2 separate regions of the Oryctolagus cuniculus genome follow, and region 2 is linked to region 1. A link is a contact called in public Micro-C data. All regions are on one chromosome and are shown on one strand. The core of a region is the stretch at or near the end of the contact, and the rest is flanking DNA. Distances in the headings are between cores, read along the strand shown.

Region 1 (5,204 bases), core at 2,251-4,750:
CTAATGTGCCCGGGAAGGCAGTGGAAGATGGCCCAAGTACTTGAAGCTCTGCCACCCACATAGGAGAGTGGGATGGAGTTCTTGGCTCCTGGCTTCTGCATGGCCCCACCCTAGCTGTTTCAGCCATTTGGGAAGTGAACCAGCAGATGGAAGATCTCTCTTTCTCCCTCTCCCTCTCCCTCTCCCTCTCCCTCTCCCTCTCCCTCTCCCTCTCCCTCTCTCTCTCTCACTCTGCCTTTCAAATAAGTGAACCTTGTTTTTAAAATGCCACTTGAGATCCTGTATCTCATATTGCAGTGCCTGGGCTTGAGTCCCTGCTCCACCTCCAATTCCAGCTTCCTGCTAATGCAGACCCTGGGAGGAAGCAGGTGATGGATCAAGTAGTTCGATCCCTTGCCACCCAAGTGGGACACCCAGACTGAGGTGTAGGCTCCCAGCTTTGGTTATGGGCACTGGGGAGCAAATCAGTGAATGGAAGATCTTTCTCTGCCTTTCAAATAAATACAAATTAATTAATTAATTAATTAAAATGCAGTAGATCGCTTGATGCTGAGTGAAGAGAGGGGAGGATAGAGACCAGGCACTGAGACGGCCAACAATGAGGTGACACGGGGCAGGGGTCTTGCTGTGCACGGTGTCATTTTCTGAGCAGTAATGGAAAGGAGTGAGGACGCTGGAGGGCGGGTCACTCTGAGACTGGCAGAGTTCGGGAGCCACTGAGAGTCAAACACATGGGCCTTGGCATCAACCCTGCACGGCTAACCTGCGACCTTGAGTAGGTAACTTATCTCTCTTAACCTTCATTTTCATCATAATAGCTTTCCCATAAGGTCATTAATCCACCGGCCCAATGTCTCCTGAATGCCAGCTGTGTGCCTGAAAAGGACAACAAATGACGTTCCTGCAGAGGAGCTCAGAGCCCCATGCAGAGGGATATTGATCTCTAAATAATTCAGTGCCCGACACATCGTGCCGCTCAGGCTCAGACACAGCCACGACCGCAGTGGTGGGCCCGGTGGCGCCCTCAGGTGCACAGTCTGAGCACTCCGCCGGAAGTGCAGCCCCACTGTGCACCCAGACCCTGTCCCAAGTTCCTTCACATCTGGTCACCTCTCTCAGCTTCCCAACAGCGGAGGAGGGTCCCCAGTGGGGCCTCTGATGCCAGGATGAATGACGCATGCCAGGCACCCAAAGGGCACCATGAGTCGGCCCCCGAAGTGTCGCAGACACAAGTAGGAAAGGCCGGAGCAGAAGCACAACCCCTTGTGGCAGGCACGACCTGTGTCCCAGGCACCGTAAGCCTCATGAAACAGACACCATTGTCATCTTCATATGACAGATGGGATCACCAGGGCCCAGCTGGGGTCACAAAGCTAGTGAGTGGCAGATCTGGAAACTGAGCCCAGACAGGTGGACTCTGGGGACCACCACCCCACACAGCCATACACCCCCTCATTTGGAAAACTGTAAGGATGGCCACCCTCCTTTGCTGTTTCTTCCTTTCTCCTCTCTGTCTCTGTCTCTCCATATCTCTCTCTCTCTCTCTCTCTCTCTCTCTCTTTCACACACACACACACACACACACACACACACACACAAACAGTTGGGGCAGCGCCAAGCCAAAGCCAGGAGCTGCTCTGTCTCTGTGCCATTCTCTCCGGCGCTCCATGTCTGTCATCGTGCCCAAGGACACTGGACAGAAAGCCCCGCATCCTGCTGGGTGCACTTCACCTGAGCCGTGTCCCAGGCAGCTCGGCTCAGACCCAGGAGGAGAAACCTCCCAACAGAGCGGTGGGGTGCAGACGCCCTCCTCCCAGGTCCTCCCCTCCAGCTGCACCGCAGTCACCCACGGGCCACTTTGAAGACCTCCCAGATGCTGGGGACCTACACCCAGAGACACGGATTCAGGTGGTCTGGGCTGAAGCCAAGACACGGTCATTTGCTATCACCGCCCAGGTGACTCTGCTGTGCAGATCCAGACAGGGGGAACTCCCACTCACTGTCTGCCTCCCCCAAATGCCCACAACAGCCAGGGTCGACCCAGGCCAAAGCCAGGAGCTCCGAACTCTATGTGGGTCACCCACGTGGGTGGAGGGACTCTCTGCTATTTGAGCCATCACCTGTGCCTCCAAAGACCGACATTAGAAGGAAGACAGGGGGCCAGCGCTGTGGTGTAGCTGGTAAAGCCACCATCTGCAGTGCCCGCATCCCATATGGGTGCCGGTTTGGGACCCAGCTGCTCCACTTCTGATCCAGCTGTCTGCTATGGCCTGGGAAAGCAGTGGAAGATGTCCCAAGTCCTTGAGCCCCTGCACCCACGTGGAAGACCCAGAAGTTCCTGGCTCCTGGCTTCGGATAGGCGCAGCTCCGGCCGTTGAGGTCAGTTGGGGAGTGAACCAGCGGATGGAAGACCTCTCTCTCTCTCTCTCTCTCTCTCTCTCTCTCTCTGTCCTTCCTTCGCTCTGTATAACTCTTTCAAATAAATAAATCTAAAAAAAAAAAAAAAGGATCAAAACCAGAGCCAGGGCTGGAACCAGCACTCTGACACGGAACGCATAGGCAGCTCAACCGCTAGGCCGCCATCTGCCCCCAGCCTTTCTGCTTAGGCAAGGCCTCTTTGGGGCCAGGGGTACGTCCGGCCCCAGGCAACTGAGCTCCGAGGGAGCCTGAAGCTGTGGGAAGGGAACCGGCTGGGGCATCCGACATTCAGGCTAGGAAGACGCGTGAGCAAACACGCTGTAGACAGCTCCGGAGCCGCCCACCTCCGCGAGCAGCAGCGTAGGCCGAGCCGGGAGTGAGGGGCTGAGGGCCCGGAGGACGCCAGCCACGCGGGGCCGGGCGCGGGAGCAAGGGCATCCCGGAGAGAGGGTAGGGGCGAGCAGCTCCCGAGGCCGCCATGCCGGCCGCTCCGCCCAGCTGTCCCGAGGCTGCAGACGCGACTCCGGACACGGACACGCGCGGTAGGCCCCGGAGGCATCGCTTCCTTCCCTGCAGCTGGAGCCGCCTTCCCGGGGCGCGGCACCGGCAGCCGCCCCGCGATCCCCGGTTGCCCTCGCGAACGCGCACGCCGTCTCCTTTGGTCTGATCATTCCCAGTTGGGTGAAACCTCCATTGCCACATCCACCAGCGTCTCCAGGGCTCCGGTGTCCTAGCAACCCGGCTCCGGGGGGGGGGGGGCGACCGGGAGGGGCGTGTCGCCGCCTCCGCACCACACGTGAGCGCGCGAGCCAGCGGCGCCACCCGCAGCCGGGGTCCGCCCTGCCCCGGGCAGCTGGTTGCCGCAGCCCTGGGCACACCCGCGCGCGCCGGCCCTGCGCCTCAGCCTTTCTAGGCCGCGGAAGGTGTCTCCGAAGCAGACGTGTGATTTTCCAGCCCCCTGATTGACTGAAAGGCCCTCCCGAGCTGATCCGGGCTTCCCGGGCGCTTTGCTAGAATCCGGTTTCTAGGGCGACTCGCCGCTGGGTCGGGAGGAGGGGGCCGGGTGACCCCAGCGGCGCCTCCAGGGTAGCGGGGAGGGCCCTGCTGGCACTGCGAGAGCAGCCTAAAGCCAGCGCTTGGCCTGACCTTCCCAGTCCCAGAGCGCAGGCTCCCGGCAGGCCCGGAAAGACGCACGCACGCCCCCTGCGTGGCCCCCAGCCTGTGGGCACAGCTTGGTGACCGGACCAGGGTTCAAATCCCAGCCATACCCTTATTGACCTTCGTGTGTGATCACGTGCACGGGGCTCCCCATCTCTGTGCCTCCCTCCCCGCATCTGGGAAGTCGCTGAACCATGGCGCCAGCCTGGGAGGATGGTTAAGGGCTAATTCATGGGAGGCACTTACCTGAGGCCCAGTTCGCAGTGCTGAGTGCTGAGTGAGTATTGGAGAATCCGGAAGGCGGAGTCCTGTAGGAGACACAGGTGGCTCCAGGGAGCTCACACCCTAAGGCTGAGGTCTCCCCGGGGAGGAAAACGTGGAGGATTTATGTTACACATTTTGTGTTGAAGGGCAAGTGTTTGGCTTACTGATCAAGCAGCCAGTGGGGACGCCCACATCCCACGTGGGAAGGGCCTGAGTTCAAGTCCCGGCTCAGCTCCTACTCCCAGCTTCCTGCTAATGTGCATCCTGGGAGGCAGCTGGGGATGGTGGCTGCGGTAGCTGGGTCCCTGCCACCCTTGTGGAAGACCCAGACTGAGTTCCTGGCTCCGACCTCAGGCGAGTGCAACCCCTGTCATTGCAGACATTTGGGGAGGAAACCAATTTTTAAAAGATTTATTTATGCATTTGAAAGAGTTACACAGAGAGAGAAGGAGAGGCAGAGAGAGAGGTCTTCCATCTGCTGGTTCACTCCCCAGCTGGCCGCAATGGCCAGAGTTGTGCCAATCTGAAGCCAGGAGCCAGGAGCCTCTTCCGGGCTTTCCCACACAAGTGCAGGGGCCCAAGGACTTGGGCCATCCTCTACTGCTTTCCCAGGCCATGGCAGAGAGCTGGATCAGAAGAGGAGCAGCCAGGACTCGAACCAGCGCCCACACAGGACGCTGGCACTGCAGGCGGCAGCTCTACCCACTACGCCACAGCACCAATCCCAGTAAATTTTTAAAAGATTATTTTGGTGCAAAAAAAATGTCAAAGCCCATGCACCGGGACTCATTGGAAACATTCCAGCTGCTGGGGCGGACGCCTAGAGACAGGGAGTGAGGTTATCGAGGCTGAAGCCCAGACATTAGTCTTTCCTGACACTGCCCAGGAGACTGTGATATGCAGAGGACCAAGTCCCGTGGGGGTAGGGATCCCGCATTCCCAGATAGAGAGATGAGTCTTGAGGACAGAAAGGACTCAGCCAAAGTCACAGAGCCAGGATTTGAAGCCAGAGGGGTCAGGCTGCAGGTGCACATCCTTTGCTCTATATGGCGCATTGTGCAGGTGGCACTGTCCTGCTCCAGGGCCCGCTCACCTCTGGGCTCCCAGAATGGCTATGGGCTGCCCCGGAACCCCCACCCACTCCACTCCAGCTCTCCAAAACTCTGCGCCAGCCCCCAGGCCTGGGCAGCCAGCTCTACATTCCACCCCCCCAACTGTTACGAAACCCCCTACTAGTGCTGCTTTCTAGATTTTTCTCATTTTGTGGCCTGGGAGGTCCTGAATGCCCTGGAGTGCTCCCTCCACACCCACCCCTCTGTGAAAACACCCTCTCCTCCCTGCCCAGCCCCTCCCAACCCCCCCCC
Region 2 (5,976 bases), core at 127-2,626, 95 kb before region 1:
AGCAGCAGGTGATGGCTCAAGTACTCAGGTCCCTACCACCCACATGGGAGACCCGGATGGGGTTCCCGGCTCCTGGCTTAGGCCTGGCCCAACTCTGGCTACTGCAGGCATTTGAAGAGTGAACCATGAGACAACGGAAGAGTTCTCTCTCTCTCTCTCTCTCTCCCTCCCTCCCTCTCTCTCTCTACGTTAGCCACCCAAGGGCTCAGCACTGTGCTCCTCAGAGTTCCAGCTCAACAAGGGCTGGCGCGCAATGGGCGTGGCTCAAGGCTGAACATAACCACTCCCGCAACACGGGGCTCACGGCCTCGCTCTGCAGCTCTGAGAACCAGAACAGCCACCTGCTCTTGCGCCGCTTCTCCTCGGCCCTAGCTCTGCCCCGGAAGCAGCTCTAATCCCTGCTCCCTGACAGCTCTGCAGGGACCCTCCCCCTAACAGGGCCGTCACCTCCTCCCTCCCCCAACTCACTGAGCTCAGAAGACAAGGCCCTCCAGCCCTACGTGAGGACCATCAAGTGGTTTTTTCCCTCCCTGGCCCCTGCTCCAGGCGGGGCCCCTGGTGCTCACGAGCTCCTCCCTGGAACCATATACTTGCAAAGGGGTCCTCTCCCCGCAAAGGCCAGAGCACCTTGCCACACAACAGACAGAGGACCGCAACAGCTCGCCAGCCAGTCCAGCTCACTGCATGGTCAGCAAGGGGCCAGGTCACCCACCTCCCACCTGACTCAGCTCCCCAAGCGGAAGCAGAAGGGGTGGGTTGGCCATGAGCGGAACCCTGCAGCAGCCCTAAGGTGGAGCAGTAGAGGCTGGAGGTGGAGGTCGGCTCGCACCATGGACGGGCATCAGTCTGCATGCTCTACCCATAGGCCACCTCGTTCATGCTCACGACACCCCGTCTGCTCCACCTGACCACAGAGAGGTTAAGTCACTGGCCCAAGATCACCTAGCAAATCAGCCCTACAGCTGGGGTGTGATCACAGGCCATCCAGCTGCAATGACATCTGCCCCACCCCATCTCCCACCACCACACCATCTAGAACGGTCCAGGGAAGAAAAGGCCAAAGGAAAGATGATTAGAAGGCAGACTTGCAAAGGCAGGGAGGATTCGGAGAGTTGGAGACCAAGAGAAAGGCCCTGGTCCAGTGGAACAGCTTGGAGGGAGGGGTGAAGACACGCCTGGCCCTGTCCCCAGGCCAGGGAGGCCAAGGGCTGCTTCGGCGGGGGGGGGGGGGGGGGGGGCACAGGCAGGGCTGGCGATGCTCTGCCTCCCACTCTGAGGGCCATCAGCACCCCCAGGGCACGGGGCAGGGAGGGCAGACACAGGCTCAGAGAGGGAGAAGGAAAGTTCCAGGCCCAAGGAGCTCACAGCTGGGTGGGCGGAAGCCACCACAGCGGTCAAGGCAAGGGGCTTCGGGGGCTTGAGAATGCCCCCCTCCCCAGGCTCAGTCCCAGGGCTCTGAGAGACAGAACGCCCTCCCCCACGCCCGGGGAGCCTGGGAGCTGCTGAGCTGGGTCCATTAAGCAAGTCAGCCTTGAGCGGGGCGGGGGGAGCTTCAGGAGCCCCATTAGAGCCGAGACAGCCGGTGCTGCCTGCCTCCACCCTGGCCATGAATTATTCCGTGAAGGAGATGGAGGAGATGCCAGAGTCTCCCTCGTCTTCCCTAACCTTGGGACAAATTAAATCAAATTCCGCCGCACGGCCTGCAGGCATAAACTTGGGTAGCGGCACCAATAGATTCCGCCAGGCAGGCAGGCTCCCAGGTACTAATTACTTTATCCAGCAAGTTAAACAAATGATATGATATCTAAATTCGAGGGAGAGGCACCCCAGAGTTATGGAGCACACACTGCTGGGACTTGCCAATGAACAAAGCAAAACAGAGCTGTTAAACTAACAGCTCCAAGTATTTATTTGTATGTCCTTCAAGACTTAGCTCAGGGCCTCTGTTCCCCTCCTCCAGGAAGCCCTCCCTGATGATGCCATCTCCCCAGACCTGGCTGTGCAGGCTAGGGGTTAGGGGTACAACTTTGGCCTACCAGACTAGTTCTAGCACTAATTGTTGAACTTGGGCACATGGCTGGACAGCCACATCACTCTCTGCTTACACTTCCTCGACTCTAAAGCAGGGATGATATCATTCCTATTACGAAGACCACTGTAAGGGTTTCTTAGTCTAACCTGTGCGGGACTGGCAGTGCGGCATAGTGGGCAAAGCCGCCACCTGTGACGCTGACATCCCATAAGGGCACCGGTTCGCATCCTGGCTGCTCCACTTCCAATCCAGCTCCCTGCTAATGTGCCTGGGAACGCAGTGGAGGATGGCTCAAGTGCTTGGGCGGCTGCACCCACATGGTTGAAGTCCCTGGCTCCTGGCTTTGGTCTGGCCCAGTCCTGGCCTTTGCAACAATTTGGGGAGTGAACCAGTGGGTGGAGCATTTCTCTGTGTCTCTCCCTCTCTTTCAAATAAATAATTTTTTTTTTAAAAGGATAATTCAGAGGACTGGTACTACGGAGCAGTGGGTTAAGCCACAACCTGCAAGGCTGGCATCCCATACAGGCACCAGTTGATGTCTTGGCTGCTCCACTTCCCATTCAGCTCCCTGCTAATGCACCTGAGAAAACAGTAGAAGGGTCCCTGGGCCCCTGTACCCACGTGGGACACTCAGAAGGAGCTCCTGGCTCCTGGCGTCACCCTGGCCCAGCCTGTGCCATTGCGGCCATCTGGGGAGCAAACCTGCAGATGGAAGATCTCTCTGTCCCTCTTTCTTGCCTTCTTTCTCTCTCTGTAACTCTGCTTTCCAAATAAATGAATAAATCATTAAAAACAAACAAAAATTATATAAGAAACCTGAGCAATTTTTAAAAAAGATAATCTGTGCAAGGATTTTAGCATGTAGAAAAATCCTCATCAGTGGGAACTATTCCCAGCAATCTCATTATCATTACTGTGGGGCGGGAACGTCGGGCCCACAGATCAGATAAGTCCTGCAAAATCATGCAGTCTGGCCCTGCCAAGGCAACTGCTGGTGGGACTCGAAATTCAATAAATCTAGAGCAGGCTAATTTTTAAGTTGGCCATTCTGTACGGCCCACAAACGATGTTATAAATCTCCGCAGGGTCCTTGGCAGAGAAAAGCTTCCCCAGCCCATCACTGTCACTGCTGCAATACTCCTGGGGTGTCCAAGGGATTCCCAGTAAGTAGGAGGCCTCCTCTGGGCTCTGTCCTGCGGAAATCTTAAACATAGGGCAAACAGATGGAAGGGAAAATACTGAGCTTCTCACAGACAGAAGCTGAGTGCAGGATGTAGTTTGGGTGAAAGACGATCAGTTGAGGATGAATCCCGGATTTCAGGGTCACGGCCACACTGAACGGTACTGAGTCCCGGTGGGAGCCCAGTCCAGTGAAGCCAGGCAGCAGGATGGAGCCCTGGGGGCGGGGGAGGGGTCTCCTCCCAGCCAGATCACTCCCAAGCGACAGCAGGTGCCATGCAGGCGTGCCCTGTTATTCTTCCTAAATTTACCCATCAGCTACGAAGTCATTCCAGCTCCCCGGGGTGGTGAAAATAAATGGGGTGGAAAGGGACCTGCAGCTCCACTAATTGAACTGCCTTCAAAGAAAGAAACATCCGGAGTCGGGGAAAGCCTTTCCCAGGAACACCGTGGCATGCATCTAAGTCTCCCCCCATTTCCTGCTTTGTGATGTAGGACAAGCAACATAATCCACTTCACCTCTTTGCTTAACGCTCCAGCAAAATCTGGCTCACCTGCGCATCCCTGCCCCTGCTCCCCTTATTTGGGAGATGCAATGCAGCTGCTTGTTTGGCCCCTGAACCTGCCTCGCCCTGGAACTTGGGCTTTCGGATCTCCCTTCCCCGCGTCCTCCCACCGCTGCCCCCGCTGCCCACTCCTGCAGCTTCAGGAGCGGGGACAAAGCCACAGGAACCCAGACCGCCCCCACCCCGCACCAGCCCTAGAGGGAGCGCCCCCCACTGCTGGCGGAAATGCAGACCCCCAGAGATTTTGCGCAGGAAGTTAAGCGCCCAGCACCTCCTGCTCCCCCAGCAAGGTGCTGCGAGGAGAGACAGCGCGGGCCTCCTGTCCCAGGGCACAAGCCGAGGAGAGGGATGATTGTCACACGACGCTGCAACCTTGACCAGGCACTCGTGCACCTGTCAGCTCCTCCCACCCTCTCCGTGACCTCCTGAGGGAGCGTTGTCATCCCACCCGCAGAGGGGAAACTGAGGCAGAGAACAGCAGGCCCTTCCGGGATGACTGTGAGTCCCTCTCCGGATGTCCTCGGTGGTTGACCATGGCAGTAGGAACAGTAGCACGGGCCGTCACCTTCCTGGTTACCATTGATTGGATAGCGGCGAGCACGTGACTCGAGCTGAGCCAATCAGAGTGTCCTCCCACAAATGGGCGGGATGTGTCATTCACGCAGTCTGGGGAGCAACCTGCTGATGACGTGTGCTAAGGACAGAGGAAACTAAAGGGATGAGGGAGAGAGAGGGAGGGAGACGATGACAGGAGAGGTGCAAAGATGCCAGGCAGACCCTCTGGCTCCAGAGACTGAGAGGGAGACAGACATACAGGGGAACTTGCTCTGGCTCCTGGTGGCTGACTGCCTTCCTCACATAACCTCTGTATCCTTGAAAAAAAAAAACTATTTCTGTTTGAGTCAGGTTGGACGCTGATAGTTGCAAACGAAAGGATCTTAATTGAAATCCTCAGGATGGCTGAGTCTCGTCAAAACACGAAGCCTAAGGCACCAATGAATCTCCGCTAACTTGCAACCCCACCCCCTTGGCCGGCTTTGGGGAAGGTGGGGCTGTGGCGGAGGAGTATAAGTGCTCAGGGCAGAGCCTGCAGGGTCTGGGATCCCAACCCAGGGTGCAAGTCCCACGCGGGGAGTCAGTTCTCGGAGTGCCAGCCCCTCTCCACCGGGAGTCTCAGCTTTCCCAGGAATTGTCTTCCACCCCACTTGGTGTGGCTTGGGTTTAGCAGAGATAGGTAGCACTCGGAACTCTTCACTGGGAAGCCCCGGGGTGGCCCAACACAGTTGCACATCCAGATCTCGTGCCCCCACAGTGAGAGAGAAAACCAGCGCTCCTTTGGATTTGACCACCCAACACGCAAGAGGCCCGTGTGCTGCTGGCGGGAGGGTGACAGGGCCATCAAGTCGTACACAGCACCAGGGACCTGCTGCCATGCCATCCACTGAGATGTGTGGATGGTCCTCATAGCTGTTAGCGGAACAACATAAGAGGCTGCAAGAGCGGTGGGCCTTGGTCAGTGGACCCAGGACTCCCTAGCGGGTCCTGACAAAGGTTTCTCAAAAAATGTTTGATCAGTAAGTCAACCCTGCCAGTCGCTCACCTTCAGTCTCCCTCAGCAGGAGCCCACGTGCACCCCCCACATGTCCCTTGGAGCCAGTCTCCATGCTGTCAGAACAGCCCCTGCTCCCGAGGGCCTCCTGTCACCTCCCTGGACATTCTCTGGGCTCCACAGCAAATTCTCTCTGCCCTAGTCCAGCCTCTACCCTGGGGGCTGCCCCATGACCTTCTCACAGTAGCTGGGTCAGATGAACCTTCTACCAAGGCCCCCAAGGCCTAGTCCCTGCCCATCTCTTCGCCTGCCCTCGGCGCTGGAGGGGTTCTGAACGTGGACCCAGCGATGCTCTCCAGGACTCCGTGCTGTGAGGACACGCCACTCCCTTTGCCTGCGGTGCCCTTCTCTCCTCCCCCTCTACCCTTTGCCAGCCTGGCTGCTAACACCTGCTAAGCCTCTGGAGCTCACCTCGGCACTGTCTTCCTCCGGGAAGCTTTTCTCAACACTGCTCCCTCTCCCACCCCCACTCCCCGCTGCATCCCCTGTGTCCCGTCTCCAGGACCGCTCACCTCATGAGACAGCCGATGGCCTGTTTTTCTGTCTGCATCCCCAACCTGGGAGTGAGCCCCCCGACAGCCAAGGATGCC

What was found. A called contact is a pair of places that touch in the nucleus more often than the background predicts.
Region 2: a contact with region 1 is called in a Micro-C map of ear pinna, with 5 times the contacts expected there. The contact joins two enhancer-like sites. A contact is called at or near these places in 3 of 6 Hi-C or Micro-C datasets (ear pinna, psoas muscle and an unstated tissue).

Annotation. Positions count from the first base shown.
Region 1 is chr7:137,873,152-137,878,355 of mOryCun1.1, reverse strand. No RefSeq gene overlaps it. Among named protein-coding and RNA genes, the nearest start is that of GJB5, 19 kb to the right of the region's middle. Within about 2 kb of position 3,500, at least 1 of the 8 cell types and tissues checked has an H3K27ac peak or open chromatin away from gene starts, as enhancers often do. A contact at or near this core is called in ear pinna, where this site is marked.
Region 2 is chr7:137,964,986-137,970,961 of mOryCun1.1, reverse strand. No RefSeq gene overlaps it. Among named protein-coding and RNA genes, the nearest start is that of GJB5, 110 kb to the right of the region's middle. Within about 2 kb of position 1,376, at least 1 of the 8 cell types and tissues checked has an H3K27ac peak or open chromatin away from gene starts, as enhancers often do. A contact at or near this core is called in ear pinna, where this site is marked.